Regions from separate parts of the Zea mays genome. Here region 1 is linked to region 2. Evidence: chromatin contacts called from public Hi-C data. All regions are on one chromosome and are shown on one strand. The core of a region is the stretch at or near the end of the contact, and the rest is flanking DNA. Distances in the headings are between cores, read along the strand shown. Region 1 has its middle 11 kb from the start of LOC103633651. Region 2 holds the start of LOC100282329.

The links. A called contact is a pair of places that touch in the nucleus more often than the background predicts.
Region 1: a Hi-C map of leaf shows a contact between it and region 2, with 3 times the contacts expected there. The contact joins the enhancer-like site here to the promoter of LOC100282329 in region 2. A contact is called at or near these places in 2 of 25 Hi-C or Micro-C datasets (ear and leaf).

What each region holds. Positions count from the first base shown.
Region 1 is chr7:2,792,875-2,800,027 of Zm-B73-REFERENCE-NAM-5.0, reverse strand. No RefSeq gene overlaps it. Among protein-coding and RNA genes, the nearest start is that of LOC103633651, 11 kb to the left of the region's middle. Within about 2 kb of position 2,012, at least 17 of the 20 cell types and tissues checked have an H3K27ac peak or open chromatin away from gene starts, as enhancers often do. A contact at or near this core is called in ear and leaf, where this site is marked.
Region 2 is chr7:2,655,935-2,663,552 of Zm-B73-REFERENCE-NAM-5.0, reverse strand. It overlaps LOC100282329, which reads left to right and starts at 2,730. Exons shown (of 5, transcript NM_001371850.1): 1 at 2,730-3,001; 2 at 3,144-3,337; 3 at 3,462-3,870; 4 at 4,028-4,104; 5 at 4,226-4,759. The coding sequence starts at 2,797. The coding sequence ends at 4,450.

The sequences.
Region 1 (7,153 bases), core at 763-3,262, 140 kb before region 2:
GCTCCTAGTCCAAGAATTAACCCTCAATGTGTAGAGACCTTTTTTGCAAATATAGACATTATAATATGTAAGATTTTTATATACTATAAAAGAGCGAGTTTTCTTTTATGTATCACGACCTTTAGATATAGATATAGATTTAAAGTGGAATCATACGGTGCAAAACTACAGCAGGAACGTAGAAACACGTTAGATCTGGTAATGTTGTCCTGCCGTTAGATCGAGGTCATCCGCGTCTCCAACTGGCACCTCCACGAGTTCCAGCCACCTCGTCCTCGATCGTGCTCGTCCTTGATGGGAACATGCATTTTTTTCTTGGTATATCGCACACAAGTCTCCAGACTCCAGCAACAACCACCTGTGTATGTTTCGTAGTTCTTACCCAGTTGATGAAGCATGAAAGGTCGAACCGTTTGGGCTTGTAAACCTTGAGCCACATGATACAAGGAAGCTGGAAGAAACAAGCAAGATTCGGTCAGCTCTGAAGTTACATTTCTGAACTTGATTTTGTATCTCAATGCCTATTAGGACTTGAGCATATCGATTATTAAGACATTGAGAAATTTGGAATGTGCCATTGTTGTTGCAGAAAGAAATGGCTCAATCATGGATCTCTAGGAGAAGGTACCTCGATGGAGTTAGTATCAGAAATTTGAGATCCTTGTGCTATTCTTGAGAGTGCACTAACTTGGTAGGATAAGTAAGACTGTTGATTCAGACGACTCTTCAGAAAATATCAAAGATATGCTATTACCATACCACACACCAATCATCCGAGACAATACAAATATTTCCCTAAAATCCTAAGAAGCACTAAACATGTGGATGTATGTGATGAAGCAGAAGGTGGCCTCACTACATTACGTGCATGTATACTGTAAATTGTCCTATATCGAGGTATTGATTGAACGATGTAGCGGAGTGACATTGGTCTTCAATCTTCATTCCTGTTGCTTGCATATAGCAAAACGACACAGTTGATCACTTGCTGCGGTTGGACTAATGGCAATAGATAAAGTTTCAAAATTGTTGTGGGTGGTCACTTGCTTTTGACTCATTGACTCCTTCGAAGTCGGAGTAATTCTAGTATACTCTGTCCAACAACATGTCCGTAATGCAGGGTATTGTTTCTCTATATATAGTGGTGAGATGAAATAGTTGTTGCATGCATGTGCAATTTTTCTATTTATATGTTCGTTTAAGATATGTGTGAAATAGTTGCTGCATGCATGTGCAATCCACTTGTTCGGATCTTTTGCTTTTGGAAATGGTAGCTCTTGTCAATGAGAGTAGCCTGCAATATGCTTAGATAAGCAGAAGCGGACTAAGCAGTTGAGAAAATTGACTTGATTCACTTGCCAGAAAAAAAACACAATCGATATTGCTACTGATTTCTCTCCTATCTTTTTACAAGCACAGTGTAAGGCCCAAAATTTGGTAGAGGAAAAAAATGTATATATATGTCATAAATAAAGAAAACAAAAAAAATATCTAGGATAGTGTTTGGAACCTTTGAAATCTTGGAGAATTATAAGGGCCTTTCGTATTCATGATCAATGAATGACATTAAATTAGTTAAGTAACTAATAAATGGATAAAGAAAGGATGACCTCTTGCCAAATAGTTTTGTGGTAATGAATTTTATGGACAACACAAATAAGACCTCCAATTTAAAATGAAAACATGAAAGGAGAAAAAGAGAAAAAGGAATTTCCAATAAAAACCATTTATTCCATCCATAAATAAATGACAATGAAAACAATAAATAATAATATAAAAAATAGTAGATGTTGTATTTTGGTGTAGGTGTATGCTCAATATTTGGAAACCAATGAGTTCAAAACGTGAATTAAATTTGAATTGAATTTAAAATTTGAAAAGGATATAGAAAAAGAAAAGAAAAATGAGAAACCCCACCTGGGCCGCATTCCTCTTGACTGGCCCACCTCCTATTCCTCTACACGGCCCATCTAGGCCTTTCTCCCGCGCAGCCATCCAGCAACCAACAACAGGTGCCGACAGGCGAGCCCTGGCGGTCAGCCATCTCTCCCTTGGTCACTTGCACGTGGGGTCGGGTTGGGAGGACCGTCTTCCTCCCGTGTTTCTTGCTGGATCGTTGCGGCGGCGCGTTGAAATTGGCGGCGGCATCCCGGTGCTCCCTCAGCTAATCCCTAACTGATTCCCCGTGACCGCCGGAGTACTCGTCGGTAACCTCGCCCCAGTCCCCTGGTCGTTGGCAATCTCGGCCAAATTTGGCGCAACGGATGTGGGCGAGCTCGCGCCGGGGATCGCGGCAACCACCGTGGCTCTTTCACCACGATCTCAACCACGCGCGGTATAAAGCCTTCCCTCCAGCACCTACCCTTCCCCTGCTCTTGCGCTCTGGTATTTTCCTCGCAACCCCGTCGTACCGCCGCCAGGAACAATGGGAGTTTGCGCCTGCTGTGAGCTCGCGATTGGGATGAGAGAGATGGGTCGCCGCGGGTGATTCACGTGATCACCAGTGCTGGGTCCCCGAAAACCGGTTGGGGAGCTCCGCCTAGTTCCCGTGAAGGAGTTTGTAGCATTGATTGGATGGGAGCTCCCTCTGTGCCTCTATGATTGCTCATCGGTGAAGCGCCTCCGCCGCGGGTCCGCCGTTCGCCGTGGGCAGCTCTGCGTAGTTCCTAACTTCCGGTAATCATCTTCCTCACAAGTACCCTATTGTTCCTGATACGCGTTGCTTCCTTCGGTTAGGAGTTTTAGCGCGCGGTTTGCCTTCGGGCTGATCGCCGGCCATGGCGCCGCTGCCGATGCTCGAAGCGCCGCTAGGGTCACGGTGGGGGAATGACTGGATAGATGGTGGCCGTCGGATGCGTATCTTAGGGCTAGGATTGATTCTAGTACTGCTAGTTCTGTGGCATGATCTGTTCCGTTGATTCCATCTCGGGCGGCCACGATTAGATGTACCTGTACCGCTTCGATGGTTTAATATTGACCGTAGATTGGAGATCATGCGGTTGAATGGAAGCCAGTTCACTTATGTGATCGAATCTAATCCACGCCTTAGATTGTTGATCCAACGACTCTAATTTCCCCATACCCCTTCGCCGTGCCCAGTTCGCATTTGAGCCCCTCTACTTTTACAAAATTAACCCACGGTCCAGTCCAGTGATAGCCTGAGTCTTGTACTCTTTTTCACCAGAGCCCCTGCGCTTCACGGTATTTGAGGCCCAGTCCAGAGACCAATAAAAATAAAAAATTAAGTATAGAAAATGATTTTTAATACAAAAACAATACTAGAAACTTGTATAATTCATATATAATTCATTTTAGCTCCAAATTGAGTCATTCCAGTTGCAATAATTTTGTATTAATATTGTCTACCAACTAGTAATATTGTTTAGCTGTGAAACTTGAATTAAAATTATTCATTTGGATTAATCTATTCTAAGCACTAAATAATTTCCGAAATTCATAACTTGGTAACCGCAACTCCGAATTTAGTGGTTCTTGTTTCTACGATCTCGTAACGTCACGTAGATTATTTTATGCAGTTTGATCTTATGTTTGATGTAATGTTAATTTTGCCCATACATGTTTGTTTGTATTGGTACGTTTAGCAGTGAGGACGTGTGTCATCTGTAAGGCAAGTTGGTACCTAGAATCTTAAGTGCCAGGAAAGTTGTGCCCTTGATTCACTTTTGTTACCCAATAATGTTCTTTATAATCATTTATCATGCATAGGTTTAATTTTGATGGGACCCAATAGGTCACCCTAGTCTGTTTATCCATTTTACCTTGTTTACCCCTGAATCATATGGGTAGTTATGCTATTGCTTTACATGGTTTTGGGTTAATATTTAATTATATCCATGTTCCAGTTATTTTGTTATTCTATTTATGTTCATGTCAAGATCATTATGTTATTGTTAATTGGAACATGGAGCTTAACTTGAGAAACACGTGCCACCACAAGGGAGGAATGGGACCCCTTGGCTAACTAATTAGGAAAGCTAGTGGAAGACTACCTTACCCGAAAGGGGCAAGGGCAGTAGGGGAGTTGCATGCAAGGAGGTTCTCGGGTTGATTTGCTGCGATGGCGGTCAGACGGGGGATGCTTGCAAGTGCTCTTCCCATAAACTGTAGCGGGTTTTCGGAAGCTAGTGGAACTTTGTAAAGGCCTCGTAGTGGATCCCTAGCCATTCACCTCGGTAGTGTCTAAGGGTCTAGCTAGCCCTGGCGACATGGGAAACACGACTTGTGGGTAAAGGGTACAACCTCTGCAGAGTGTAAAACTGGTATACTAGCCGAGCTCACGGTCATGAGCGGCTCAGGACTCTCCGATGATTAAATTATGGAACCTAAACTCAATTTGTCATTTGCATTTGCATGGGTTTGTTATTAATTTTGTTCTATTACTTTATTTAAGGTTTGATATTTACTTACACTTAGTAACTGCTAATAAAATTTTGACCAACTAATTAAAAGCAATGCTCAGCTTTAACCCTTGTCATTGACTAGCCTTACACATCACATGAACTTCCACCTTTGGTGAGTTCGTGCCACATTATTCCCCACAACTTGTTGAGCGATGAACATGTGTGAGCTCACCCTTGCTGTCTCACACCCCCCACAGGTCAAGAATAGGTATCACTGGAGGTGGCGCATGGTGGATGTGCGCTGTGTTCGTGAGAGGTCTAGGTCGTCGTCTCCCAGTTGACTTTCTGGCGCCAAGGATGGATTTTAGTTCGATCCTTGTATATTTATCTTTTATTATGTAAGACTTCTGCTATGTAATAAGTACTCTGATTGTATTATGACATTTATTTCTATACTCTCTGTTATTATATATGTTGTCTTCTTGGCGCATGTATGAGATGCACCTAGCTTTGTTCCTTAAAGCTCGGGTGTGACAGAAGTGGTATCAGAGGAAATGTTGACTGTAGGACGAAATCTAGATAGAAATGGACAAACCCTTATCCACTTATCTTACTCTGAGTCATTCTATACTTATCTTATCTTGATCCTGTCTCACCTTTTGCTATCATATTCTGATTACTCTCATCTTTTCTGTTCTAAGACAAGATGGATTTCATACCTTGGAATCCTACATTTATGTTTTTTAAGAGATAGGAGACCTAAGACAAAAAAATTCTTCTCTATTAAAAAAATGTTGGTTGATTGTTCTGATGATAAATGCTTGATTTGCTTCTTTGATTGATTGAAACATAATATTTGGGCATCTTAGCATGTACCACCATAAGGTAATGTATTAGCTTTAGTGGATAACACATTAATCTACTTAGCTATTAAATCCCCCGCAGTAACATTCGTCGCAATTACTCGCCTTGTCTACAATTCTTTCTTTCTTACCCTGTATTTCTAACCCAGATGGACTACCCCTATAGTGTTAGAAGAGAGCACTATAGACGTGATCCTTGGTATGTCATGGTTAAGAAAGGCAAAGACAATATATACATTGTGCTAAGGGAACCGTAGAACTCACCAGTTCCAAAGAAGAAAGATTTGAAGTTGAAATTGCAGTAACTACCGCCATCAGATTAGTGGCATCTTAGTAGATGGGAAGTTTGTTGGCGACAACATCCGTGCAGTTAGGGATATTCCGGATGTCTTTCCAGAGGAGTTATTAGGGATGCCACCAGATAGGAAAGTTGAGTTTGTAATTGATCTTCTACCTGGAACTGCTCCTATATCTAAATGGCCATACAAGATGTCTCTAGAAGAGTTAAAGGGACTGAAGAAGCAGTTAACGGAATTACAAGAGGCTGGGTACATACGTCCGAGTTCCTCACCTTGGGGAGCAATAGTTCTGTTTGTACAAAATAAGGACGGATCACATCGGATGTGTGTGGATTATAGGTCCCTTAATGATGTTATCGTGAAGAACAAGTACCCGTTACCCTGCATTGAGGATTTATTTGATCAGATGAGAGATGCTAGGGTATTCTCGAAGATTGATCTTCGATCGGGTTACCATCAAATGAAGATTAGGCCATCGGATAATTCCAAGACGGATTTTCGACCTGATATGGTTTATATGAGTTTACCGTTATGTCATTTGGACCAACTAATGCACCAACCTATTTTATGGATCTGAAGAATAAGGTGTTCATGATTTGGATAGATTCGTCGTGGTTTTCATCGACGATACTCTTATTTGTTCCAAGAGTGATAGTGATCATGAGAAATATCTGAGATTGGTGCTACAGAAGCGACGAGATAATCAACTCTATGCCAAGTACAACAAATGCGAGTTCTGGATTGACGAGATGCCATTCCTTGAACATATCATGGAGGAATATCAGTGGATCTTGCTAAAGTCAAGGGGACAGTGGTGTGGAGCATACCCACTACAGTTACAGAGGTCCGAAGTTTCTTTGGACTTGCAGGATATTACCGGAGATTTATTGAAGGATTTGCTAAGATTGCTAAGTCTATCACCTCACTTCTGGAGAAGGAAAGAGAGTTTAAGTGGGACGAGAAGTGCCAAGACAGCTTTGATCAATTAAAGAAGAGATTGATGTCACCACCAGTGTTGGTTATGCCGGATCTACGAAAAGGATTTGACATTTATTGTGATGCATGTGGCCAAGGCTTAAGATGTGTGCTCATGCAAGAAGGACATGTGACCGACTACGTGTCTCGACAGTTGCGGAAACAAGAGTTGAACTACCCCACTCATGACTTAGAACTGGCAGCCGTTGTGCATGCGCTTAAGATTTGGAGACATTATATTATGGGAACCAAGTGTCAAGTATACATAGATCAAAAAAATTGAAGTATATATTCACACAGAAGGATCTCATCCTAAGGCAACGTCGTTGGTTGGAGCTTATTAAGGATTGTGATTTGGAGATTCACTATCGCCCGGTCAAGGCAAATTTGGTTGCAGATGCCTTGACTCGAAAGGAGCATGTTCATTCAGCTGTTGTTGCCCAGCTACCCGATGAGATTGTTGAGGATTTTAGGAGACTTAACCTGGGGATAGTTGCTCACACTGAAGGAGTTATTATTGATGTAGAACCTACCTTGGAGCAAGAAATCCGCAAAAGGACAGATTGGTGATGCTAAGATACAAGAGATTAGGGATCTGATTATTGAAGGTCGAGGTCCAGAGTTCACGGAAGATGAGCAAGGCACCATATGGTTC
Region 2 (7,618 bases), core at 1,481-3,980:
TGTCCTAAGTTAGACTATTTAAATTTTGATCAACAATATATAGGATTAAATTATTCTAAACTAAAAGAATTATATATTATAGTAGTTCAAGTCATGATAAATCTATTAACTATACTTTTATGTTGTAAAATCTTATGAAATATTAGGTATAATGGGTCAAAGTTGTTATTGATTGACTTAAGACAAATCTAAAACGACTAATTCCTATAGACACTGTTTATTTTTTAATTAATCCGTTGCCAACCGGGACTACTTACATCCAAGCAGAAGAGAAGTTTATGTCGACGGTCGTAGATTCGGACCTTGACCACGAGATGACCAGCGTTTTGATAGAGGAAACGTTTTTCATTTTAAAACTTGAAGCACATCACGGTGACGACATGATCGATATATTTATTTATTTGTTTTTTAAAAATATCTCTTACCTTTTATCTAAACAGACGCACAATCAAGGAAAAGTTTTTTTAAAAAAGGTATCTCTCATCTTTTATTTGTAGGTTTTTATTAGGGGTAAAAAAGAACCAAGTTTGATTTAGGTTTTGAGATGAAACCGATCCTAAAAATTGGTTAATGTGTCATTAGATTTTGTTTATGAAATGCTAGCCAAACCTTTGTTAGAAGAGCAATTTAGTATTCCATCCGTTTTAAAATATTAGTTGTTTTATCTCTTTATTTTTATGTCTATATTCAAATGAATGGTGATAAATCTAGATACATATATAAAACAAATATATAATTATTTTATGAATTGGCTAAAAAGGTAAAACTAATTTTATTTTGGGATGGAGGGGTACTAAATTAAAATACCATACAAACACAAGGAATTTTCCTATATAACAACTAGTGTACTAGTTATAAAAGGTTGTTTTCCTAAAGACAGAAGCTTCGTCATATGTTTTTATTAGAAGTCATTAAAGAAACAAGCTTGATCTAGGTTTTGATATGAAACCGAGCCCGGAAATTGGCTAATATATCTTAAGTCCTATTTATCAAAAGTTAGCAAAACCTTTTTTACAAGGGCAAGTATAGTACTAAATTAAAACTATCCTACAAACACAAGGGGTCTTCCTTTACAAATAGTGTACTAAATCTATAAAAGACTTCTTTCTAAAATAGTGACAGATGCTTCGTTGTAGGTTTTTAATAGGGGTAAAAAGAACCGAGCTTGATCCAGGTTTTGAGATGAAACTGAGCCCGAAATCCAGCCGTAACTTCATGAAACTTGCTTGCAAAATATTAGACAACCATTGTTACATAAATGATCAAATATAGTACAAAATTAAAATTGTCCTAAAAAACAAAGGAACTTCCTCTATGACAAGTACTAAATTCATAATATGTTGTTTCTTTTAGAAAAAAAACGACAAAAGTTTTGTCGTATGCTTTTATTATAACTAAAAGAGAAACAATAGATGACCTAGTTTCTTAGGTGAAACTAAGCCTAAAAAACTCACTAATGGACTAGATGTATTGGACTAATTTATCAAATGTCAACCAGACCTTTTATTATTATTGTGCAAAAGACTATGAATTGGACTTGTTTATATAATGTTAGCTGAACCTCTGTTACAAGAGAAAATATAGTACTAGATTTACTATATCCTAGAAACATAGGGTTTTCCTATATGACATATAATGTACTAAATTTATAAAAGTTTGGTTTTCCAAAACGACAATAGAAGCTTTGTTCTAGGTTTTTATTAGGAGTAATTAGAACCAAGTTTGGTTTAGGTTTTGAGATGAAACTAAACCTAAAAATCGGTTAATGCATCATTATATTTTATTTCTGAAACACCAACTAAACCTTTATTAAAAAGATCAATTTAGTACTAAATTATTATATATATCATACACACAAAGGAGTTTTCTTAAAAAACAAAGTGTACTAGTTGTAAAAGTTTTTTCCACGGAATAACGACAAAAAGGCTCGCTGTAGATTTTTATTAGAAGTAATAAAAGAATCAGGCTTGATCTAGGTTTTGTGATGAAATTGAGCCCAAAAATCAGTACGTCCCGTCTATGAAAAGTTATCAAAACCTTTATTATAAATTATAATAGGAAGTATACTCCTAAACTAAAAAAGTTCTACAAACACAAACGGTTTTCCCTTACAACAGATAATGTACTAAATCTGGGAAAAAATCTAAAATAGTGAAAGAAGCTTCGTCGTGGGTTTTTATTAGGAGTAAAAAAAACAAGCTTAATCCTGGTTTTGATTTGAAAATGAACCCGAAGTTCAGCCAGGATATACGAAATCTTGGCCGACCATTGTTACGTATATGAGCAAATATAGTACTAATTTGAAATTATCCTACAAAAATAAAGTGCTTCCTCTGTGACAAATAATATATTAGATTCATATTAAGTTGTTTCCTCTAGAACGATGGGCAAAAGCTTTGTCGTATGCTTTTATTACGACTAAAAGAGAAACAATCGTTCACGCGATTTTTCAAGTGAAAGCGAGACCGAAAACCAGCAATGGGCTGTAGGATGCATTGAGATATTTTTACCAAATATTAGCCAAACGTTTTTGTTATTATGCTAGTAGGCATAGCACTAATTTTACAATAGACTGCAAATATAGGGGCTTTATTACAAAATATTCTTTCGGACGTGAAAACTCGTCGTTGTTGATTCGGAGATTCTACCACTCCATCTCCAGTTTTTTTCCTCGCCTGCTCGGCTCCCCTATAAATGGAGCTCACCTTCCGCGGCCTCCCTCCGTTCCCATCCGCCGCCCGCGCACTTCTTCCTTCGGGCACACAGGACACCACCGTCGACGGATTCATCGCGACGATGGGGCTCGACGTCATGGAGATCGGGATGGGCGCCGATTTGAGCCTGGATCTGAGGCACTTCGCCTCCAAGGCCGTGAGGCAGAGCAAGGACGACACGCCGGCGCCGGACATGGACGCATGCATCCGCCGCCTCGAGGAGGAGCGGGGTAAGATCGAGATGTTCAAGCGGGACCTCCCGCTCTGCGCGCGCCTCCTCGCCGACGGTGAGCGCACCTACCTCTTCTCCTCTCTTCTGTCTCTCTCTTTTTTATTTTTCCCACCTGTGATTCATTTGGGATACCTTCTGCTTCTTTCCATTTTGGGGAGCGGTTTTTTTTATGCGGCGATGCGGTGGCGTGTGCGCAGTAATTGATGTCATGAAGGAGGAGGCGGGGAAGAAGAAGACGACGACGAGGAGGAGGAGTGATCGCAGGCTGGCGTCTGCGGCAGCTGATGATGAGGAGGAGGAGGCGGACGGCGCCACCGCGGACAAGAGCAAGTGGATGAGCACGGCGCAGCTCTGGACGGGCGATTCCGGGCGGGAGGACGCGGAATCAGAGGTACGGCACGATTCGATCGCTGGTGCAGCTGCTTGAATGCTCAGTCAGCACAGGATCTGTGGGGGTGCTGTCGGGTGCTCGATTCGTCGGTGGGCCTAAAAGTTTTGGAGCTTTGCGATCGCAGAAGCAAGACAAGGGGCGGTGCTCGCCGGAGGCCAGGTCCCGCGGCGCTCTCTTACCGTTCAAGGCTGATGTGGGCTCTGGCGCGCCGGCGTTCGCGCCGCTCTTCTTGAGAACGGACGACAAGGCTGCGGCTGCGCGCGTCGGGGTGCCGGATCTGTCGTCCTTGCTGTCGCCGCCGGCGACCATGCCTCCTGCGGACGCCGGCGCCGAGGAGAGCCGTCGCCAGGTTGTGGGATTTGCGCAAGCTGCGGCCAGGGCGGCTGCCATGGCGCCGTCTGCCCCTGCGCTTGGGCTCCAGTCGCAGCAGCAGCAGCAGCAGCAGCAGCAGGCAAGGAAGGCTCGGCGTTGCTGGTCGACGGAGCTGCATCGCAAGTTCGTCGCCGCCTTGGATCAGCTCGGTGGCCCCCAAGGTGAGCCTTGCCTTGTTCTTCGGATGCCAGTTCACCAGAATTTCTTGCCAGTTTTGGGCCACCAACACACACGTCCAATCTTACCTAGTTGCTAGCTGCCTTCCATATTATATTAGAAAGAAACATTGAGTTCATTCATGCTACGCCATGCCTGCAGTTGCCACGCCGAAGCAAATCAGGGAGCTGATGAAGGTGGATGGGCTGACAAACGACGAAGTGAAAAGCCATCTTCAGGTTAGCGATCCAGCAGCAGCTCAGTCCACTTGGCATTCCATTCATCCATCTCAGGAAGTCACGAATATCTGTTGTTTTGATGGTTGCTGAAATGGATTCTCTAATTCCGATGTTTATTCAGAAATACCGGCTGCACAACCGCAGGGCGCCTGGATCCGGCGTGGTGCGCCAGCCGATCGTGCTCGTGGGAGGGCTGTGGATTCCCCAGGAGCAAGGCAGCCCTCAGTCTGGATCTCCCCACGGCCCCCTCCACCACCTGTCCACCTCGGTGGCCGCCGTCTCGTCCGCCGCCACCGCCAGCTGCGAGGAGGAAGACGGCCGGTCCGAGAGCTATGGCTGGAAATGATGAAGAGGCTGCTGCTGCTGCTGCTGCGCCACCAATGTGTGTTCACTGTTTAGAGAGGGGAGGGAGGTTTCTTGGCATGGTGGGGATCGCCATGGGCCATGGCGGAGGCCACCAGTTGCAGCTTCAGGAATCGGGAGGGGAATTGAGTGTAGTGTAGCTGTCTGTACACATACATACATACATACAGTGAGATGGGATGAGATGAGAGCGGGCCTTGAGCGCTCGAGATCAGAACTGATGGTGCTTCGTCGTCGGGTTTGTACATCCCAAAGAGAAAGAGATACTAGCTACAGTTTTGCGGCTTGTTAATCCATGCTCTGGGGGCAGAGCTACAGTTTTCGCCCCGAGAGAGTTCACCCATACCCGTTGTTGTCGATTAGACGATTACCATCTTCGCCTTCTTGTTGCCGTTGAACAAAATGTTGCTTCCGCTGTTCGTCTCGGAACGAACAGTCCGGTTGAAAAGTTGAATCGTTGCAGGAGTACATGCTACTCAGGCTGTAATGTGGTTGGTAAGAGGTTTTTTTGAATGAACTAGAGATAATATTTAGTGGCTAAAATTAGTTTAAGACATTTAAACATTCTAACTATTAGTTTAATTACCAGCTATTTTTATTAAATTATTTAATAGTTAACTAGCTATTTGTTAGCTCGCTAATTTTATAAGTAATTTTTAGCTAACTAACTATTAGCTTTAATACATTCAAACACTTCCTAATTAGCATCTGCACGTATCGTTCAGGTCTATCTAACTGAAAGAGCAGCAAAGAAGAAAGAGATCTCAATAAGAAAAGAACCCGATTCCACCATTGAACAACCAACCAAGAGGGTTGCTCCTGCTCCTCTGCTGTTCACCATCATCAACAGCACGTAAAAAAAAATCTCTAGCTCTCTACTGTACCGTCTACCAGTAGTGTTTGGATAAAGCAACAGAAGCCGGTTTCTCTTCTTTTTTACAGAGATAATATAGATATACAGAAGAAGAAAAAGGAATTATCTGGGCTCTGAGCTGACGGAGCACGAGCACGGAAGCCATGCCATCCCTGTCGCTGCCGGTCAGAGAGTAATGCTTGTATACATAAGCCGGGGGAGGATAATCTCGAGGCATTTCTCTTCTTCCTCCTCCGTCAGTCACTGGCTCGGTCCATTCGTTAGCGTCTCACCGGTCCTTGATCAGCATTGTTAATACTACTAGCTCGCTGCTGAGTGCTGACAATGCGAAACAGTTTCTTGGCAGGATTCCAACTCGAGCTCGCCGTCGCTGTCGCTGTCGCTGGACCGTACGAACGTGCCGGTCCCCTCCCTGCATGGCGGACCAAAGACGCACCCAGATCAGAGGACGGATCCCCGTGAAATCCCCCCTCTTGTTCTTTAATTACTCGCAGGCGGAGGAAAGGCGGCAGTGCACAGCGACAGAGACGAAGACTTTTGGAATCGTCCTTGGGTGGATGGATGGACGGACGAACGAGGCGGGGCCGCGAGCTCTGAATATTCGCCGCCGTCGATGCATCGGCGGCCTGCCTGTCGCTCTCGACGGAGAGGGTGGTACTGGTGTGCGCAACCGGACAACGCAATGTTCAGGCCAGAAGAATCGGAATCGGAATATCATATTCCGTCTGGTGTGGTGGTCACTTTCTTTTCTTTGTGTGTGTTTTTTGTTGTTGTTGTTGTTGTTGTTGTGTAGATAAATACTATGAGGGAAGAATGGAGGGGATATGAGGATATCCTCGTTGATTCTGCTTGAGAAACTAGGGCGTATTATATGATACATTTGGAATTCTCACTCTCGGCCGGGCCGACCCCGCCGGCGACCTCAGCCCGACGTGGATATATAAAAAAAAGATGATTAAAGCTTTGTAACATAAGACTAGTCTGCACTTTCTAGTAGATTTAGACCATATTTTCAAACCTCTAAAACTAATAATTAACAGATAAAACTAGCTAAGAGAGAACGGATCCGCTAATAGATTAGCTAATTGCAGGTTACATCTCTCAAATAGCTATTAGTTGTTAGTTAATTTAATCTAGCTAAAATCAACTACAACAACTTACTCTTTATGTACCAAATTAAAATTTGTTTTAGCTTTTTATTGGATCCATATAATCTATATTCATTATTATCTACTCGAATATAGACATAAAAACTAAAAGCTAAAAACGAATAGTAATTTAGGACGAAAAGGGATGGGACTTGTCGTAGCCTCGGAGCAGCGTATTATTTGTTGACAGGGCCGTGAGAGCCTGGTCCACAGTTTGTTGGCCCATTTAGGTGAAGTGTTTACAGATTGGGCCGAGCAAGTAGTATGTACGTACATAACGGTTTGAGTCGACATTCCACGATTCTGCAACCACAGTACTTTATTTATTTGGTTGAAAACACAAGGTTAATTAATACTAACAGTAGCGACAATGATGATGCTCCTTCACGCTTCCTTGCCATATCATAAAACCAGTAAAAAGGTAAAAGAAAAAGGGTAATCCCTACCTATAGCTTGCAGCGCGCCGTATATATGCCGTGATCGCCGGCACACATCGCGGCGTGTTTCTATTCCGATCGGCGGCGGCGAAAAAGGAAAAATAAAGAAGTAAAAAATAGAGGAAAGCAGAAAGAAAAAAAAGAGGGCTAAAAGAAAAGGCATGTCGCCGTATGCTGGCGCCTTGATAGTCAGGCAGACATGCTTTGTAGTAGTAGTAAGGGGGTGTTTGGTTTGCCCCTGCTAAAATTTAGCCCCTATCATATCGAATGTTTGAACCTCCGTTCGGAGTATTAAATGTAGTCGGATTATAAAACTAATTTCTCAGCCGAAGATTAAAAAGTGAGACGAATCTAGTACAGTTGGTTGGGTCTATATTTATACTCCTATTTGAAAGTCAAACGCTTGATGTGACCCAGGCTAAACTTTAGTCCACAGAACCAAACACCCCCTAAGACTAGCTTCAACGGTTCACATCACATCTCCTCTCCCCCTCCCCTTAAATAGTGGCAATAGGAACACCTTTTGACGTTCAGGCTATCCGCAACCGTTAGCGCTAAATTTTTCCCCCTATATCACTTTTCCCCCTATTTTTCCCTCTATTTTTTCATCTCTCGTAGCGGTTCCCCCTAAATACTCCCCCTATACTCCACTACCACTATAAAATATCATTTTCTATACCAACTATCAATTT